Regions from separate parts of the Sus scrofa genome. Here region 1 is linked to region 2. Evidence: chromatin contacts called from public HiChIP or PLAC-seq data. All regions are on one chromosome and are shown on one strand. Each heading gives the region's core, a stretch centred on a gene start, on an enhancer-like site or on the middle of the called end of the contact. The rest is flanking DNA. Distances are from core to core; before and after follow the strand shown.

The links. HiChIP or PLAC-seq counts read pairs in DNA pulled down with a chosen protein or histone mark.
Region 1: a contact with region 2 is called in an H3K27ac HiChIP or PLAC-seq map of alveolar macrophages. The contact joins the promoter of STOM here to the promoter of PSMD5 in region 2. A contact is called at or near these places in 1 of 47 Hi-C or Micro-C datasets (liver) and 1 of 2 datasets of contacts at active chromatin or transcription factors (alveolar macrophages).

What each region holds. Positions count from the first base shown.
Region 1 is chr1:261,405,698-261,410,244 of Sscrofa11.1, forward strand. It overlaps STOM (erythrocyte band 7 integral membrane protein), which reads right to left and starts at 2,016. Exons shown (of 7, transcript XM_021068281.1): 1 at 1,832-2,016. The coding sequence starts at 1,892. It also overlaps the pseudogene LOC110259667.
Region 2 is chr1:260,867,458-260,871,699 of Sscrofa11.1, forward strand. It overlaps PSMD5 (26S proteasome non-ATPase regulatory subunit 5), which reads right to left and starts at 1,310. Exons shown (of 10, transcript XM_021068163.1): 1 at 1,039-1,310. The coding sequence starts at 1,211. It overlaps LOC102164650 (protein CutA homolog), which reads left to right and starts at 1,319. Exons shown (of 6, transcript XM_005660390.3): 1 at 1,319-1,879. The coding sequence starts at 1,415.

The DNA.
Region 1 (4,547 bases), core at 766-3,265, 540 kb after region 2:
TGTAGGTCACAGATGCAGCTTGGATCCTGCACTGCTGTGGCTGTGGCATAGACCAGAGCTGCAGCTCTGATTAACTTCCACATACCACAGGTGCAGCCATAAAAAGCAAAATAAAGAAATAATTAAAGAAAAATGAAAAAAGGTGACATAGACCAAGCAAAATTGTGTTTGTATGTATGATTTTCAGAGGAGAGGGTGCATAGCTTTCATCAGATTCTTAAAAGATTTCTGTCTAAAAATTAGTGAAGTGTAGAACCAAGAAAAAGAACTTGGGAGTGAAAGTTGGTCTGTAACCATGAAAAACAACTAACATTAAGTACAAAGATCATGCTTATTCCAAAAGAACTACAGGTTGCAGATTTCCCACTGCAGTTTCACCAAACTTCTAACCTTGTTCCCATAGCCCTTTAGTCTCCCTCCAGGTCAGGGCACAGAGGAAAGGATCCTGCCACCTCCCTTTCTAGGAAATGACAACTATCAAAGAGGCAGACTGCACAATTTTTATATGGGCAAACTCAGACTTAAAGTAGGGCTCCATTCCTTAGAAATTTGTGACTTCAAAACATCCTCCCTGTTACATTCCCCTGCTTTGGGAAGATAACTCTCCAATGTACTTAGCAGAGACAAGTGAGGGATTAAGATTTTTTATAATTCCTTTGATGTTCCTGAAGGAACTAAAGACAAAGATTGCTGGTGAAGGGAAACTGGGAAAGACAGGATCAGTGGACAAGGCTGGAATTACAAAATAATCAGAATAGATGCGGCCAGCACAGTGTTCTTTGTGCGGTGCTGTAAAAGCCCACCCAGTCCTTTAAATTTCTTTCACTATATCATTCCATCTGAAATTCCATCCTTAGAAATAATTCCTTTGGACCTCTAAGCGCCTCTGGGAGGAACCGGTACCCAGAGGGGTTTACTGCCTCTCTTTATGAAACCCTCCCTCCTCCCCAAGGAGTTAGCCATAAAGGTTCAAGGTGATACCCCTCTCAAGGGTACTAGTTCCTTCACATGGGAACACACTGAGCCACTCACACGATTTCTGCCTTCAAGATCGGGAAGGCCCTGATAGGGTAGGGAACTTGTGCTTTGTGAGGAACAAAAGCCCTGAAGGCGAGGTTCCTAGGACAAAGGAAGTAAAGGGGGCAGAAAGTGAAGCTGCTAAGAGATATGGGAAGAATGCCAAACAGAGACTTTCTTCTTTTTTCTGCAAATATGTCAGGCACTTGTGGAGAAACCATACAGGTCTGTCTTGCGGCTAATAGGAAATTGGCCAGGGTGGGGAGCAGGAATTCTTTCCAGTTCAGGCGGAGGGAGGCTCACTCGGGGTGGGCGAAGGCGGGGTGGTGGAGCTGGCCTCCGAGGAAGAGGGAAGGGAAAAGCAGGCCCTGGGTGTGGCGTGCGCCTTTGGATCGCGGCTGCATCACTCGCTGGCCTCCAGTCTCTCTTGCATTTCCACATCCGCGTGCGTGCCACGAGATAATGAGCAGAAAGCGCTGGCACAGGGCCTGGCATCTGGCAGCCGCTGGATAACGCAAGCCCCTGCTCTGGCTATGAACATCGGAGACGCGCCCTCTGTTGGCGCTTCCACTCAGTGCCGAGCACCGGGTGTGCACTCTGCACCTTAACATTCCTAAACCTAACTCCCAGCCCGAGAAGCAGGGCTCGTCATCCTCAGCGCACAAGTGGGGAAACCGCGGCTTTGGGCAGCGGTCGCTTGTCTAAGAAACATTGGACACAGTCCTGGAACCTCTGGGCTGGGGCTAGTTTCCGAGGGGAGGGTTAAGGGGTGGGCGGGAGACCCCAAGGGCCTCGTCAGGGGCACGGGGCTCACCCTTGAAGGAGTCGGGGAGCCGCCGAGCTTGGGCGTCCGCTGCTGGCCGCTTGTCAGACATGCTGCCCGAACCAGAGTAGCTACTCTTGCGTCGCAGTCACCAGGTCCGGGGCTGGAGAAGGAGCTGAGAGGAATGCCCCGCGAAGACTCAGGATCTCGAGACCCAGGCAGCGGTCCCGCCCCCTCCCTGAGGCCGGGCCAATCGACGCCCAGGACCAAGGAGGACACGCCCCCACCCTCCACCGCCCTCCCCTCCGGTGCAGCCGCTTCTGGGGCGCTTCCCTCAAGTCCCCGGGCTGGGGGGCGTGGCCTGAGGGGCGAGGCGCCCCGAAAGAGGGGATCCGGACTCTGGCAGCACCGGAAGGGAGAGAAGGCACCGGAAGGGAGAGGCAGAAGCCGTGGAGCCGGGGGGGCGGCTGCTGAAGAGAGAGGGGAGGGGAAGTTGAGTGATGGCCTGAGAAAAGGCTACGAAAAAGAAAAAGGCGCCCTTCTGGGCAGAAGACTTAGAGGAAAATGGTGCCCTCATTGGGCGAGGTGGGGTCCGAATGAGGGGAGGAGGCCGAGGGGCACCCGTGTGCCAAAGTGAGGGGGACGAGGCCCGCCCTGACCTGAGAGGACCGATGGTGTGAGGGGAAGAAACCGTGCCACCACCCTCGAGCCTAAGGGAATGAATTCGAGTGAGGTGCGTTTATTCAAATACAATCCTTTCTGAGCTCCTGCCATCACCGAGCAGCGTGCTCATTGCTGGGTGTAGAGCGGGCCCGCCCCCGTGGCATTGACACAGGTAACCAGCAAGCAAACAAGCCAAATCGTCACGTGGGGAAGATCTCGAGGAAGGGCGCAGGGGACTCAGGATAGCCGAAGGCAGCTGCATTAGTTACGGGGACAAGGAAAGACCTCTGTAAGGCGGTGGCATTGACCTGTGACCTCAACGATGAAAAGGAGCCGGCCTTGGGAAGGGGGACAGGCGGGACACGGGAGGTCAGAAAGGGAATTCCAGGAGGAGGGAAAAGCACAGGCAAGGGTATCCCCGACCTCAAGCTTTGCGTTAGGTGGTGACTGAAACTTCACATTTGAAAACCAGGCTCTGTTGTATTCTCCATGACTTGTCCTAATGCAAACCGTCCAAAGCAGGGTGATGTGCACCAGCAGGTGCACTTGTAAAACCATTTTATTTTGAAATAAATACAGATTCACAGGAAGTTGCAAAGACAGTACGGAGAGGTTATGTGTACCCGCTACCCAGTTTCCCCCAATGGTTATGTCTTACTTAACTGTAATATCAAAGCCAGGAAGTTGAGAGTGGCACAAGTGTACACATAGTTCTATGCCATATTGTCTCATGCATAGATTCGTATAACCACCACTGCAGTCAAGATAACAGCACTGTTCCATCACCACCAAGATCTCCCTTTGGCTGTGTAATACCCAACCCTGTGGTGTTTACATAATTGAAATGGTAGGGTTTCTCTGTAGTTGTAGCTCTGCCTTGTGGTTGTCAGGGTAGAAAGTGGAGCACCCACAATTGTAACAGGTGTTAGGGAGTGGCTGATCGCCTTTGCTTTGGGGTGTAGACTCTAGCATGTGATACTAGCCTGGTGCAGAGCTCTCAAGTTTATTTCCAGCCACATGTGGGAAAAGAGCTGTTTATATTCCTGGAGGTGGAATACAGCTTGTGCAGTCACTTGGTTTATAAGCCTTCTGGAGAAGATAAGGAGGGGAGTACAGTAATTTAATGATCCTTTCTAAATCATCCTTGAGAAAGTCCATGGCTTCATTTTTTCCATTCTGCAGTGAATAAGCCCCAGAGGCCTGGATTTCCTGTTTATGCTGCGGTTTCCAGGAAAGAGGAGCAAATGCACAAGCAGCTAATTAAAACCTCTAGTAAAGGAGGGCTTGGAGTTCCCATTGTGGTGCAGTGGTTTATGGATCTGGTGTCACTGAAGCGGCTTGGGTGGCTGTGGCGGCATGGGTTCCAGGTTGATCCCTGGCCTAAGAACTTCCATAAGCCACGGGTCCAGAAAAAAAAAGGGCTTGATTAAAAATTGCATATTGTGGAAAAGTATTTAGCTTTCGATTTTGCTGGAAAGGAAAATATTTCAGAATGAATTTATTTTTTGTACTCCTACCTGCTACCTTTGTTCAATTCTCAAGGCAATCCCAACAGCATCACTTCTAGAGAATTAGAAAAGAGACTTTTCCCTTTGGGAAAAAGACTTTGGTAAACACTTGCTGGCTCTGGTTTCAGATTGCATCAGTTCAGGAGCTAATTTCAGGCCCCAAACTAAGAACAAGTTTTGACTCGATTTTTAAATGACTTTCAGGATAGATGGGAGTTTACAGATTTTGATTTTATAATGCTGAATTTCACTTACCATGCACTGGTGTATTCTGCCTCTCATGCATATTCTTTATAAGTGTATTGATTAAACATACTTTAAACATAAGTATTAGTGTATCATCCTCTCCCTTTGTGGAGGATTTTTAGTCCTAAATTTTCTTCCAGTAACGGTTAGAAGTTAGAATGTTTTTTGAGGGAGTTCCCAATGTGGCGCAGTGGAAACGAATCTGACTAGTATCCGTGAGGATGTGGGTTTAATTTCCTGGCCTAACTAAGTGAGTTAAGGATCTGGCATTGCCGTGAGCTGTGGCATAGGTCACAGATGCAGCATGGATCCTGCGTTGCTGTCTGTGGCTGTAGCTGTGGTGTAGCTCT
Region 2 (4,242 bases), core at 60-2,559:
CCAAGAAAACCCTCTGAAATCACCCAGTGTTGATCCAGTGCTTCATTCTCTTCCAGAAGAAAAGCTCTTTTACAATTTCTGGATCACAAACATTTCAAAAGTCTTTTAAGTTATCAGATGATCAAATACAAAGTGTTTAAAATCAAACACTACAGATGTACATAAAATGAAAATAGTTGCCAACCTACCATTCAAAGTTGCACTTGTATGTTAATAGTTTCAGATACTCTTAATGTTACACTGGCCTGTGTTCACAAGGGTGTAGGAGGGTTGTAACCGCCCCCACCCCCCCTTTTTGGCTGCACCTTCCGGCATTCAGAAGTTACCAGACCAGGAATCAAACCTGTGCCACAGGAGTAACTAGAGCCAATGCAGTGACAATGTGGAATCCCTAACCTGCTGAGCCACCAGGAAACTCCTGTAATCCTTTTCTAAAATTACACATAATGAGATCATAAAGGCTTCAATTTTCTTCTTTTTATTCAGCAACATATATTAGAGATCTTTCCATGTCCACATACTGGATCTGCCTCAGTTTTTCTAATAGCTTCATAGCATTACATAGTCACGTATCATCAATTTAAGAATCCCCTTTTATTGGATATTCAGGTTGTTCCTAGGTTTTTTTTTTTGTTTTGCTGTCACCTTCTATCATGAAAGTACATTTTGTGTGCGAGCATACCTCTACGTTAAATTTCTATAACAGGAATTACTGGATCAAAAGGTATGAGTTTAAAATATTGATGGATCCGGTCAAATTGCCAGGATAGTACCCCTTCTTAAGAGGAGGAGAAAAGTCAAGGACTTCGATATAGGATTGTGGAGTCCTCCCTGGCAAGCGACTGCCAGGGGCACACCTCAGAGCCTGGACTTGAACACTGTCTTTCGCTTTTCAGCCCAGAATCCTCCCCTCTCTGAAATTTCAGCTAAATTCAACCTTCTCTGAGACTGGGAAAAGCCTCCCCCGCTACCACGCCATCCCTGTCTCCATAACTGGGGGTGTCACTCTCCCCTTCTCAAGTAGAAGGATCCTCTCACCGATGGTTCTCGTTGAGCAGGGAGAAAAGCGGACCGAGGTGCAGTTCCGCAGCATGCTCACGGAGCTCGCTGAGTGGCACCGACTGCAGCACCGATTGCAGAGCGCGCAGCTCCTCCAGCGGCGCCTCCAGCCGCGACACCTCCCTCAGGAGCGCCAGCACCTGGGCCGCCATCTTGCCCCCTCCCGCCTATGTGCCGGCCCTCTTCCCGGCGCATTTTCCCGAACCTCGCGAGATCCGCCTGGCGCAGCCTCTGTTCCCTGAGTTTTGGCAGGACTGGGACCAGCCAGGGCGAGCCAATAGCATTTCAGAGTTGGCGGCCGCGCGCGCTCAGGGGCTGCTAAGCCTCGCGAGACCAGGACCCATTGGGGTCGCTGATGTTACGGGGTCGCGCGGGGTGTCATCTTGGCTACGGCTCTGTTAGTTCCACAGTCCGATGCTGCGGTCTGTTTGCTTCTTTCCCACCGAGAGGGAAGGCAGAGGAAGTGCCCCGCAAGCGGAGTAGGGAGAATGAGGACCAACCGAAGGTTAAACGGCCCTGCGGGCGTCCCCCGGCTCTAAAGCCAGGCTCTCAGCAGTGGTTAAAGTGGAGGCCGCTGCAGCTTGAGCAGCGTCTTAGGCCGAGCGGAGGGATGGGCGTACTGCTCCCGGGCCAAAGACGTTTTAAGAGGAGGCGGAGGGTCATGGCTCTGGAAGACGAAATGAAAATTCTCGATAACCTGGAGGAAGGCGTGAGTAAAGGCGGCGTGGGGCGCCCTTTGGGCGTCAGTCAGGCAACCACACGGATCCTGAAGCAAAACGAGAAGGCCATCAGGGCCAGCATATTTCGCCATCTACTCCAGGTGCTGTGCATTCCCCGTGTCGTAAACATTGAGAAGATGGAGACTTGCGTTAATCTTTTGGGTGTAGGATTAGACCAAAGGGGGCCGGTCTCTGACGCCGAAGGCCAGCTGCGGGGGCAACCCAGAGAAGTTTTCAGCGTACAAGGGATGGTTTGAGAAGTGGGGAAGTGGCTGTAGTCTGAGAAATTCGAAGTTGGTGGGGGAGGAAGAACCGTTAAATACCCAGTCGGCTCTCATGTATTCCAAGCAACTCCAGAAACTGAGGGGAGCCGGAGGCTTTGTGTCTCAGTAGGTCTTCAACGCCAAGGAGATGAGCCTGTTTTGAAAGTGCTTTCCTTCGTGTGTTTTTGGGGAAAGAAACAAAAATCCGGAAAGTTTAGAGGAAGCTAAGGATAGATTTTCCCTCATTTTTTGTGCCATCGATGCAGGTGAGAAAATGATAAAAATCGTTGCTGCTTTATGAAGATCCTAATCCTACTTGTCTTGTGGAAAAAAATAAACGCCTTCCTGTTTTCTGGCGGTCACTAACAGTATCTTTAACAGCTGTCATCATTTTGGATTGGTTTCCTAATTGTCTTACTCATCGAACCTGGAATTATTTAACAAAAAAAAATCTTTTTTAGGGCCACAGGTGCGCCATATGGAAGTTCCCAGGCTAGGGGTCACATCGGAGCTGCAGCTGCCAGCCTCCCCACAGCCATGTAGGATCCGAGCTGGGTCTGCGACCTACACCACATGGCAAGCCAGATCTTTAACCCACTGAACGAGGCCAGAGATTGAAGCCGCATTCTCATGGATACTAGCTGGGTTCATTTCTGCTGAGCCACAACAGGAACACCCCAGAAAAAAATCTTGAATTCAGTGTTGCTAACTTTGGACCGGTGTCCCAATTACCTAGACTCATATTCTTTGTTCATTCTAATGTTGATATTGTGTTTCTCCCTCTGGAAAGCACTAACTATCTTCAGCCCTTGGATCAGGGTATAGTTGAAGCTTTCAAGAGGTTCTGCACGGAGCGTGTATTTGACCACTTTGCTGACTCTATTGAAAAAAAAGCCTTGCTGATGCTTTGGTAGTAATAAAAGAGGTGAGGGATGATAAAAAACCAGCTGCTCTTAATAAAGCCTAGTGGAAACTTTGGGATGATGCTGGTGATTATGCATGTTTCCCTAGAGCTAATGAAGAGGTTGAAAAACAGTCTGCAAAATGGATGGGTTTTCAATTCATTGATATCGATGAAAGTAAAATTAATGAGCTACTTGTTTCAAGCTTTGGCAATAACAGTCTGTATCTGTAGATGAGGAAGAAGACAAATCTCTGGAACCAGAGATAAAGATGAACCTAAGGAAACCAAATACTGTCTTATACTAGGCGCCAGACCTCATTGATGCAGTTGATACGGATTCTTTCCTGGCTGGAAGTTTGGCTTTTACAAAAGATTTTAGTAAATTGTATACTTATAAAGAGGTGCAAAAGAACCTTCAAAATTAAGCAGAGAGTTGAAGAGAAAGGAAGACACAAACAAAAAGAAGTGTGTGAAAAAAATGGTACAGAATCTGAAGAGTCTTGAGGCCGGATCTGAATCCAGTAAGGAGGAGGAAAGAAAGAAAGAGGGTAAGAAGTGTCCAGAAGAGCTTGGAGCCTCAGGTAGTGAGTGGCTCTGAGACTTACCATATCTTAAGAATCTGCCAAAGGCTTAAATGGACTTTTGGAGTCTAATCTTGGAATTGAATCTGGAGAGAGTAGAAGTGCCTGAGTTGAAGCAAGAAAAGACTATAAAGATGGTTTCTTCCAAATAACAGTTCATCTCTTGCCATCCTTCCCTGTTACCCCAACATTACCTTCATCATGACCATCCTTATAATCACCAGTCACGCATCCATGTCATGTGATCACTTGACAAACATTTGTTGAGCATAATCTGTGCGGGGTCCTGTGCTGAACTCTGGGACATCATCTCAGAATCTAAGGTAAAATGGTCCTTAACAGTGGCCTTTCTTATTAATGTAATAGGTATAAAATTTTACAGCCTTGATTTATTTTGAATAAATCAACTTTGACTATAAAGTTTTTTTTTTTTAGGACTACTCAGCCTCATTTTCCCTAACACTGTTTTTTCCACAAGTGGAGATTTCTTGAGTAAACCTTGTTTGGTAGTTGGCATGAGATCACCTGCTCTTGAAATGCTGACATGGTCTTAGGTTTGGTAAGGCACTTTTCCATTAACCTCTGTTAACTCTCACTTGAGGTCTGTGAAAGAGGTATTAGCACTTCTTTACCCCCCTCCCCCGCGCCCAAAAAAACTCAGGTTAAATAATTTGCCTGAGTCTGCATAGCTGTTGATGTAAATGACACGATTAGGG